Linked DNA regions of Drosophila melanogaster: region 1 is linked to region 2. The links are chromatin contacts, called in public targeted proximity ligation maps. All regions are on one chromosome and are shown on one strand. The core of a region is the stretch at or near the end of the contact, and the rest is flanking DNA. Distances in the headings are between cores, read along the strand shown.

Region 1 (5,442 bases), core at 2,579-5,078, 200 kb after region 2:
TGTACATCGATTTGAAGAGTATATCAAAGTATAAGAATGCTTTTTGAGTTGCAATATGATTGATTGCTGAGATTGGCAGCAGATTATAAACCTTTTCCCAACATTATTGACCTATAAATAGATCTAGTTTAAAAACAAATCCCATATCAAATCAATCGGATGACAGCATGTCGAAATAATGCCACTTTATTTCACAATGATAAGTATGTTCGTCTGAGCTGCGAAGTGATATGAAAACTTGCTCGTAAATTGCTTAATTGATTAAAATTGACATCTAATTATACGTTTTTTGTTGTGTACCAGTAAACCCCAGTACACATAGCCCCGTCTCTGTCGCACTGCATGCCAATAACCGCCAAAGAGGGGCGAGCACAAGACTTGCAAATTGCGAGTAATTGAGAAGATTAAAGTCAAGCACACGAGAGCAGACAGAGATGGCAAATGAGTGGGAGGGAGAAGGAGACTGGTGGGAGGGGGCCCGGTCAAAGAGAGGGAGAGAGAGTCAGGTAACGAATCGACTGGCAAACGATTAAAGCCATAAACACGAGCACGACAATCACAACAACTTACATACAACACAAACAGCTACCAAATAGACAACTATCTGCATGCCACACACACACTGCTGCACAAACTCGATTGACAAGTTGGAAAAAATCGAAGTCAACCTCGCACATAAAATATGTAAATTTGTATGAAATTATTCCAAAATGTCGTTTATAAATGATCACTGAAAAAAATGATCGTAAATGGGAGGTAAATTAAATGAATTTTAAGCCCCACAGTCACTCCATAACTTTTCCTACTCCACTTATTAAATATTCTTTGAATTAATACATAATTATTTGATCAATAATTGGCAACATTAACCGCAAAATTTTTCTCAGTACAACAATGAGAGAGCCCAGAGAAAGCAGCTGTAGAGGTGGAATCAACAAATGAGCGTGAGCCCCATTCCCCAAAAACAAAAAGAGCGGCAGAGAGCACACGCGGGGGAGTGTATGTTTGTATGCTTGTGCACACACACATACACCGTATTTGCTTGTAAATCAAAACACGCAGCCAAAGGTGAAACATGAAAAATGTGCGCGCCAATAAATGTGCGAAAGGTGTCGTGGTGTGGGTGCCGCATGGATTGGTGTTGGGATGGATGGATAGAGATGGTCGGATGGATATCTGTATCTCTGTGGGCCATGAGCATTGGGCATTGAATATTGAGAGCCGACTTGGCAGCTCGCAATTTTGATGTCCAATTTGCCACGAAACATGAACTAAATACTTGTACGCGAATGTTTGTTTGCGTGTGTGGGCATCTGGTTTCGTGGTGTTTATGCTGTGTGTTGGTGGTGGTGGTAAAAGGTAACGAAACACAAGGTAAAATAAATTCAACTCAGCTGGCAGCTGCAGCCTCTCAAAACGCACTGTAAATAAAGGTGTAAATACAGCTAGCTGGTAGCAACAATGCAAACTAATAATTCGGCCACCGAAGCAAATAGAAATCACACCTACAGTGATCGCTCGCTAAGCGAAGCATTGTAGTGCTCATGTTTTAGAAAATAGATTATCTTGGAGAAGAAGAACAAATAAACAAATGACTTTTTTCGATTTTACAATAGGAATTATGTAAACAAGGATATTTTAATTTAAACCCGTTGAAAATGTCCCATCAAATGATCTTAAAATTTGTATTTGTGAGTAGACCCATCCGAATTCAAATGTGCAATGATTCTGTGAGGCGTGATCGACGAGATGCGGACGCAGTGGAGCGTGAAAATGCATTCGGATGAGCATCGGTTGGCCCGCATCGCATATTCATTCCCATTCAAGATCTCGCATTAGCTTACGGCTCAGTTGGTCGACTTTTGAAAGGCGAATTTTAATATGCGCAATTACTCATTTGGCGATTTTGCGCCTCAATGTTGTTTGGCGCGTAGTTTCCCACACACAAACACACAGGCATCGACACTAGCCGATTTGGAATTTGCCTTTTTGATGGCAAATAAAAAAATGGCGTCAACAAATACTCAAACAGCCAATGTACAAGTACATATATTTATTTTGTAATTATTCAACAGCTTCTAGGCAGCGAACGGCAGCGGCAATCGATTTAGCTCCTGCTGCTGCTGAGATCGTTTTTCATTTTATTGTATAATTTATTAAAAGTTTCAACAGCGCCAGCAACAAAACAAACAGCAATTTTAGTTATACAAACACTTTGGCCATGTGAGCCCAATAGAGAGAGAGAGAGAGAGAGAAAGAGACGGTGAGAGCGAGAGAGTGATTTGATTTAGAATGAGGCGACAACAAAAGCAATTAACTGGTCACACATTAAGTTTTATTTATCGGCGATGCTTTATTATAGCTCGCCGCTGTGTGTGTGGGTGTGTTAGCGACTGTCATTTACCGTTCGTTTTACGGGTGGTAAATAATGGAAAACGTCGTAGATGGAAACTTGCAGTAAAATCCCCCTGGCTAACAGAAAACGAATAATATTGTTTCTTATAAGAATGAAATATTTGATGGATTAACTTCAGGAGTCATATGATTATATGATAATAGATGTACTTATTTTAAGCAAAAAATATTTCGCCTCCTCTTTAAACTGTTAGTATTAGATTAAAATAAAAATATTAACTAATGAATTCGTTGTTAAGAAAGTTGTTATTAAATCAACAGGTTTTCCAGAAACAAGACTTGCTTACTAGTACTACAAAATAGAACAAAACTAAATCAAAAATGCTACCATCTGCTGCTAGTCGCACTCAACGAGGTCCCACTGTAGACATAAATCGCAGCGTGGGCCATAAACTAACAGTATTTGTTGTGCAGCCTAATTTGCATTATCGAGTGAATAATTGAACGACACTTTCCTATTCTTTCTAGCTAAAAACAACAATCTAAACTACTGACTAGAGGTCTACAAAGGTTAGTGGGGACTTTATGAATATGAAATCGACGGGATGGGATATGATAATGTGATGTGGTGTGCAATGGTGTACAGTATCTCCGGGTGCATTCCAAATCAATATCTGGCATGCTTATATATGTGCGCAAATATCCATTGATATATATTCACGGCAGACTGACTCATCGGCAGCCGGCGACGCCTTTTATCGCGGCGATCTTATAATTACCTTGCTGTCGAGCGTGTATCCAGATGCAGATTGAGATTCGATACCGTTTCAGGGGTTGTTGTTACCATTTGGCATCCTTGGTGCACGAATATAATACGAAAACGAAAATAATCCACACTTGGGACAATTTCACAACAAAACGGGACAGAAACACACGCACTCAAAACACTAGTAAACACAAAATACAGGGGTGGAGATTGCGATTTTCGTTTTTATTTTCGTTCACTTATTTCTTGGTTTTTGCTTTGGCTCTCACATTCGCCGCTCTCTCACTCTGTCGCTCTGCGCTCACAAAACAAACGCACAGGTACACGCACACACGAACCGAAATGGCCCGCTCTCTTGCTATTTCGTTCTCTCTCTCGCGCCCGCGCGTTTCGTATATACATATGTTGCTACGTATGCGCGTGTGTGTGTGTGCGGGTGTCTGTATGTATGGGTTTTACGACGATGAAAAATGCCTGCTTCTTCTTCACAGAAATCAGGTTTTCTGCTCTCGATTTTCACACTTTTTTAACAATTGAACGCCACAAATTCGATGTAATTTCATTGGCAGACACTGCATACCATATTCACACACACTATTTAGCACAGTTTATCAATTATTTTCCACATTTTCTGCGTTTTTTCGACGAGCGAAATGGAAATAGCAAAGCAAAACGACCGGACAGTGTGACCGCGCCGATAACTATAAAAAATACTGTGAGACTTACAAATAAATTCATGTGTGTGCAGACCTGGTCACACCGATATTTTAGTAGGGTGTCTCTGCTCTGCGGGGTGTGTGTCTTGGTTAAATACGGAATGTGTCTCTGCTAGTTCAAAGACAAAAGCGTATTGCTACAAAACAGTATTTTTCAAAATTTAAAACCACTTTCGGTGTAACTGCTAATTTGTTTAATTTGTGGTAATTAAAATGTTTAGAATGGAGTGTACAAAACACATTAACCTTGAATTTTTGAATATCCAATATTATCACACTTTCCGTTCAATATAATTTTTAAGTACCCTTCGGTATCTTATTGGGAAAGAAGGAAAGAAAAGAAACCGCTTCGGTAAACAATTTAAAAAACAGGAGATTTTCCTAGTCCACATTCTAAGTGGCAAATATCAATCACCTCATTGGCAATTCCATTATGCCAGTATATGAAGTTCGGATTAGTTGCGATTTCATAATGAAGCCATAATGTGCGGACACACATAAACAACTTGTCAGCTGCGTCCACTTCGCATTTGGTTCTTTGCCAAAGTTATTAACCAATTTTTTGGGAAGACACCCAAAGGCTTTATGCATTCGCAAGGCGCGATGTAAACAAATAGATTTTGGTCAACGAATCGAACGTGTCCGCTCAATTAGCACATATTTGATTCACAATGTAAATCCAACTGTTGCCGGGCGAGAAGCGTAGGGCGGTAATTCGGTGGCTTAAATCGACGTCATTTCGACGACGTTTCACCGAAGTGAACAAAAAATTCGCAGGAAATTGAATCACTGAGCGCCTGTAAATTTCTTGTTCAGTGACAAAAAATGGTAACCCACATTCAGAAGATGTTATCTCACAAAAAGGCATTGCAATTAACCTTATTAGTATAGAAAGTTCACCAAGAAGGACGTGTTAATAGTTGTGGCCTGAATTTAGTAATTACTTATGTAAATAAAAATAATAAATAACTAAATATTATCAAAATAATATAATAAAATAAAAAAAGTAATAATAATGAAACTATAATCATAACAACCATTATTGCTAGTAAATGAAATAATTCAAATGAATGCTAATAATAGGTACTAAATCAATTTCCCTGGCATTCCTTCTATTAAACACGAAAACATAAACAAATTGATCAACTCCTTGTAACTTGGACTATCAGCTATTGGCAACACGGGCAGATCGAGCTTTGTTTTTGGCAGCTGACGCATTCCGCACCTCATGGTTAGTCGGTCCGTTTAGGTGCGCAGTGATAAGGGGTATCGATAACAATATATGTATATCTAACATGGATTACCTTGTACTGTGACAGTCATTCGGCGCTTATCTGGGCCGCAAACAACACGAATTCGTTGGCCTAATCATAATGAAAGTCTTGTTTTGACAGCAGCAGCAGAAGCAGCGGGCGTATAGCCACTATCACCGGATTTCCAAAAATAGTTCTTCAACTTTTACCGCAATCTGCAATGCAAACGATGACGTCCGCGTTGGTTGGAAAATTTCCAGCTCATCGCTGAAAAAGGGATTCCTCCACAGATCGTGGGCTTATCATGCATGCTAATTAATCCTATGACGAACTCGGGAAAAAAAAAACAATA
Region 2 (5,932 bases), core at 3,074-5,573:
TCCGGCGGGAGCTAATCCCCGCAGATTGTTTGGCAAACTTTGGACAGGTTTGGCCAGCTCCAGCAGAAGTGTCAGAACTAATTGTCCAAGTGCCGGGAAAAAGGCAGAAGTTAAATTTCGCCCTTGCATTGGCATCGGCATTCAAATGAAAATTTCATTATCCTGGCGGCAGCAGAAAATCAATTTGTCAGCATGGGGAAACGTACGCGCACTTCGGCACTTCATAATACAAATTGTCAGCAATTTAATAACATTTAAGCTGCCAACAGCGGCCACAATGATAAGCGAGGCCAGACAATCACTTTCCGATTCTCTCTCACACACACACACACACGTACGCAAGGACCTGTTCGGAAAGGTCCTTGTGGCAACAAACCGCATTTACACTCACTTAACTCAACACGATGCGGAGGTCGCTTTCCATGGCTTTTCACCCCGACCCAGAGAAGGGAAAACAATTGCCAGGAAGCGAGCGAAAAGGGCTTGTGTACAAGCTGCTTAAGGTCCTTAAGGACACACACACACACACTGGCACGCACGCTCAAACAAATAAAGCTCTGCGAGCGATTTAAACACTTGTTGCATGGACAAAGGATAATGACGTGACAGGAGCTAGCACTCCTTCAGCAGCACCCACAAACTCAGTCAACTTACGGTGCACAGAGAGACAAATTGTGCAACCAAATGTTGACTATAATGTTATTTGATATTAGTTAGTTAGTTCTTCATTCAAACGTTTCAAAATTTGTTTGATAAAAGAATACTTTACTTTACTTTAAGCTGCTCCAACAAAAAAGTAAAATTTCAAAATGAATACACTATGATTTTCTATGAAAAATTTTAGCTTATTGTAGCTTATTCTTTCCGTGTAAGTTATAAAGCAAACAGGCAGCGCGTTTTGTAATAAACTGCAAGACAGCCGGAAGAAATGGTCGGAGTAACCGGAAAAGGGCAAAGGCGACAAGGACACCTGGTGGCTTTCCGTCCGTCCTGCCAATCCGTCCGTGAAAGGCATTGTAAATATGCCGCGGGATGCGGCGGTGTGGCACATCTAATCACAGGCCTTGGCATACAGTCAGTCAGTCAGTCAATCACACACTCAGCCACAGACACACACACAAAAAATTTTAATGCCTCCAAGGAGTGGCGGCCATAAAGCGCTCATAAGTAGGCTTCACACTCCCTTCGCGCAAATTTCTGGTCCTCGGGGTGTCGCATAAAATTCAATTGCAGGCCATAAAAACTGCGCGTGATCTACATACACAATATAATTTAAAGCTGTAACTAATAAAATTGTCAGCGATAAGCGAGAAGCTTTGATTTTTATGTTTCCTTCCAACGCCAACAATTTGCCAGCAAAAGAGAGAATTTATTGCGGGGGCTCTGCTGCGGAGGCTAAGATCTTATTTTAAATGTTTAGCGCCATCGTTTTTATGGCATAATTCTGGCCGTTTGTAGTTTGTCCTTTGTGGAAATTTGCATAAAAATTGCCAGATTCGCAATTCGAAGGGGCAAGTGTCGAGTGCTCTATCTCCCCCTCATCAGCCAGCTTATGAATATTTCTGTCAAGTGTCAAATGATATTAGATCCCCGAAAAAAAAATCCCTGCATAAATTAGCCACTTGGGTGGGAGGCTTGTCTTGGTCAATTTCGAAACAAGCTGATTGTCCTTTCATGAAGTGTTGATCTGGGGCTGATGTGCACGAGATGGGGATGCTTACTGCCACATTTCATATTATAAAATGACTTACTAAACTTTTGCCGTTTCTTGTCTCGTTTCAGGATAAATCTGGTCGCTTCTAATCTAACATACATACATACAATACATATACATAGATATATAACTACAATTATATAGTTATGCATTACACATAGAAACGAAGCATACAAATAATACCAATTAATCACCAATAATTAGATGCTACAATTTGTGAAATTCTCTGAGTGGCAGAGAGCTGAGAAAACATCTTTGGCCACCAATGAAGGGAAATTTGAATTGAATTGAAAACACGGTTTAGTTATTAGGTTCAACTTTGTACATATTAATTTTAATAACCTTGACGTAATGAAACCCACAAATAATAATAATACTTCTAATGATAATAAACAACAAGAAACAGCGTAAAACGTAAACTAAATGTTCGACAACTAAATGGAAAAATATTTGCTAGCCAGCAGTCATCGAGGAAAATAGAAACAAGAAAATGGCAACAGAAAATATAAATGAAAAACATAAGAAATTAGCACAATTATGTAATAATTAATGCTTAATTAATGTATTTAATTGAAGGTCTAATTGTAATTGTATATTTTTTTCTATAAAGAGCAAAGAAAACCCTTAAAGAAGAATACAACTTGTGTAAAAATTATGCTTAAGATTCGCAATGATATACGTAATAAATTCTCCGATTAGTTAGCACACATCAAATCAGCTCGGCTTTAAAAATAAAACCCTTTGTTACATAATTATGCCAACATCCATATGTAGATCGTAGACCTATAACAAAGATTTGAGTGTAATACAATTAATTTCATATATTATTAGTAAATGTAAATGTTGATAGGCAAAAGAAAAAAACAAAATTATAACAGAATAGCCACAAAACTCAAAAACCCAGCAGAACTAAAAGCATAAAGTAATAAGCAAATAAATGCGCATCATTGTGTACTATTATGGGCTAAATGTTAATTATTAACTAGATTGTACAATTCAAATGTAGTTCATACTATTTAAAATGCAAAAACGGAGTGAAGATGAATAAACTGATGATTCAATATAAGAATTAAGAACTTAATCTTTGAATCAGGGCTTATACGGGCTGTTGAAAGAAAAAATTCTGGTCCTTTGCGGGATTCGAACACACATCCTCTGGCCCGTTAATTAAGCTTTCTAATAAAGCCACGATTTATCCAGTTGATCCACAATAAAGGAAGACTCCATCGCGTAAAGTTCCTTACTTAGACCGGATGTGGCGCGAGTGCAGAAGAATGTGGATGGGAAGAACGAAGAATTCAAGACCGAGATAGCAAGTCGTATACATTGAAAGTACCCAATGCAAGTGACTATAATTCTCAAGTGCATTTTCTGCGGCAGGACGCTTAAATAGGCGCATTTTTGGGGTCCCCTCCCGCGCTATCATAAAGAGACTATCGTTGACCTTGCCCCTTGATACAAGCCACAAAGATACACATATATATAAAAGCTTTATCATTGTTGTTGCTCCGTTAGCATACAAATATAAAAACTTTTATACAAGCAAAAATATTACAAGTAATTAATTTGAGCGGTTTTAAGCTCCACTCCCACACAATATTATTCCCCTTCAATATGAAGGCGAAATCAACTCTGCGAACCCAGCTCAAAAGCTTACTCCCAAATAAACGGCTCAAGCGATCTCCTCCTTTACGAGTTGAACTTGTAGAACCCATGGATGTGGGTAATGACGATTTATGATTATGATGATGATCCACCAATTGAGCCCATGGATATTGAATATGAGCCACAACCGCAAAGTATTCAAATCCAATCGAATCCACAGCCTCGACATCATATCGAAATTGCTGTGTCAGTATCGATTGTGACGCATGATTTATAATATCGCAGTGTTATCAAAGATAAATTTTCTTTTGCTCGGCACTATGTCTTTTTTTAGAATAACTTAGCATTTAATATCTTATAATTTAAAGACTTTTTATATTTGTTTCCCTTACACGCTTAAGTTTTTAGACAATATTTTTATATGTCAAATTTTTTCCGTGGCGACACCTAGCGACGTAGACGGGACTTAAGACGTATAAAGAATGTAACATGTCAATGAAAAATAGCTCCACCTAGCGGTGAATACCTGCAACATATTTGAATGCACTGAAAAATTACTTTATATAATAGAAAACAAAGCAAATACGTATTTTAACATTTGTTTAGGAGTTTGTATGTTTGCAAGAACCATCAAAACCAAAATTATTGTAATTTTTCAATAGGAAATAATCGTTATAGTTTTGACTTCCGAGTTAAACGAATCGACACTTCCCCAATATTTACCACTTCCAGCTCGTTCCGTATGCGAAGTGTCAACAAAGATGCAAAGCGCAGTTAGTATTTCCTAACTAATAGTACGAGTTTCCTTTACTTTCCTCTCGATTTTAGCTGAGAGCAGCAACTGATTGAACGTTGACCGCCCGAAGCACTACAGCTCTATGCCTACTCCACAAAAGGCCGGAAACTTTCAATTCTGCAGCATTGTGTAAAGTTTTTCAGGCCAGACAAACCGGCCAGTTCAGTGGGATTTTTTTATCTATTTGAGCGCAGCTTTCGGTTTCGATATCTGTCAGTTTCATTTCAAGCTCCAAACGTTGCAGTTGCGCGTTAAAACACTTATTCAAAATCAAACAAAAAAAAGTTTTAAGTAAGAAAGGATTAAAATCTAATCTGCCATTCGCATTTATAATTTTCATACAAATTAATACAAATCAGTTCAAAAAGACGTGACTTTTTGCCTATCAAATCTGTTTTTATTGTAAAAGATCACCTTTATATCATTTGCATTCAGCAAAAGGCAACTATTAACATTTATTTGCTTGTGTGTTCTAAACTCTCAATACTTATTTATATGTGTAGTCTCATTTCCGTAAAGTACTGGATTTCGATTTTGATTTCAATTCGTTTTGTTGTGTTCTCGGTTTCGTTGGCTCGACTTTCTAAATGCTAATTGAAATGAACTTAAAAGTGGGCGCGTCACACTCAACAAGTCATCAACTTCCTGGATAGCATGAACAAAGGGTATTGCGTTGATAATTCTTAAACAGTTTAACTAAACTGAAGCGTTTACTCACAAGTCGTAAGTGAGGTGCCTTGCATATCAAATGAGACAACATTTTCGGTTTAGCGATCTACTGACAGGGCTTAAATGAGTGTGATATCATATCACAAGTCGATCTCAGACAGTATACGTTTGTTATATGGCATCAGGTTGTCTATATGTGTGTGTTCATATGAATGCAATTTGCATTTTAAGCACCCTTGTTTGTTTGAGCCACACAAAAATGATTTGCAAAACTTTTTATGGTCTCCAGACTTCGCGGTTACTTGATCATTTGGCCTAAAGCAGGCAGAGTCAATTCGCACCTTTGTTGGCCTCTGGCTAAAAATGGTCAAATCTAAGGTCGAAATTGTGTGAGAAATGAGTGATTATACTGCTGGCTCTAAGTGTCTAGTATTTATTCTTAGAAAATATTGTAATGATGTGGAATCAAAAGATGGTTCACATTCGTTTAGATTCATAAAAATCAAGTTTTCCTTTCGCTTCAGGTTCTGTTAATAGACCTCTCATTACAGCGAGTATATAACAGGTTTTACTTTTCTTCTAAGGTCTAGAGGTAAATAAAAACATTGACGCGTAAACAGTAAATGGATATGGCCTATAAACGTTAATAGTCTTCATTTCTTAATGTAATTAAGCGCTTAGCACGCCGGACAGGCGAAGAAAATGGGCGATACTCAATTAGGCCCGTGATTCAGCAGCAGTCGGCGTTGATTTTATACATATATATAAAATGAGCATGCGATGAGATCGGTGGCTCAGTTGCTGATCGTCGTTCGTAGCTTAAAGTACTAGCTTCCAAGAGCTACGCGCGGAAAATCTGGAAGCTAACCACTTGAAATTGACAGCAATTGCGAGGAAAAGTGGTAAATTGGCGTACATCTAGAGGGGTTTTCCAGAATGATTGACTCTAATAAGGGAGCAAACAGAACTTCTCGTAGTCAAAACAAAATTAAGTGCTTCTATTTATAAATATTAAATCCATTACAAGTGCAAGCTAAGATTTGTATCTCGTACAAAAGTCGCCTTGTGCTGTCCCAGTTGTAATTGCCGACTTAACGTTGTTTTGTGATTTTCGTGAGATGATTTGCATTCAAGGCCGATCTTTCGTA

The links.
Region 1: a targeted proximity ligation map of the Kc167 cell line shows a contact between it and region 2, with 3 times the contacts expected there. A contact is called at or near these places in 1 of 107 Hi-C or Micro-C datasets (the D17-c3 cell line) and 2 of 7 datasets of targeted methods (both in the Kc167 cell line).

The regions. Positions count from the first base shown.
Region 1 is chr3R:14,283,075-14,288,516 of dm6, forward strand. trx (trithorax) reads right to left here and starts at 3,829. Exons shown (of 9, transcript NM_134282.2): 1 at 3,135-3,829. It overlaps lncRNA:CR45596 (long non-coding RNA:CR45596), which reads left to right and starts at 5,155. Exons shown (of 1, transcript NR_125161.1): 1 at 5,155-5,442.
Region 2 is chr3R:14,085,194-14,091,125 of dm6, forward strand. Npc2b (Niemann-Pick type C-2b) reads left to right here and starts at 4,324. Exons shown (of 3, transcript NM_142074.4): 1 at 4,324-4,406. foxo (forkhead box, sub-group O) reads left to right here. Exons shown (of 11, transcript NM_206483.3): 11 at 1,783-2,785.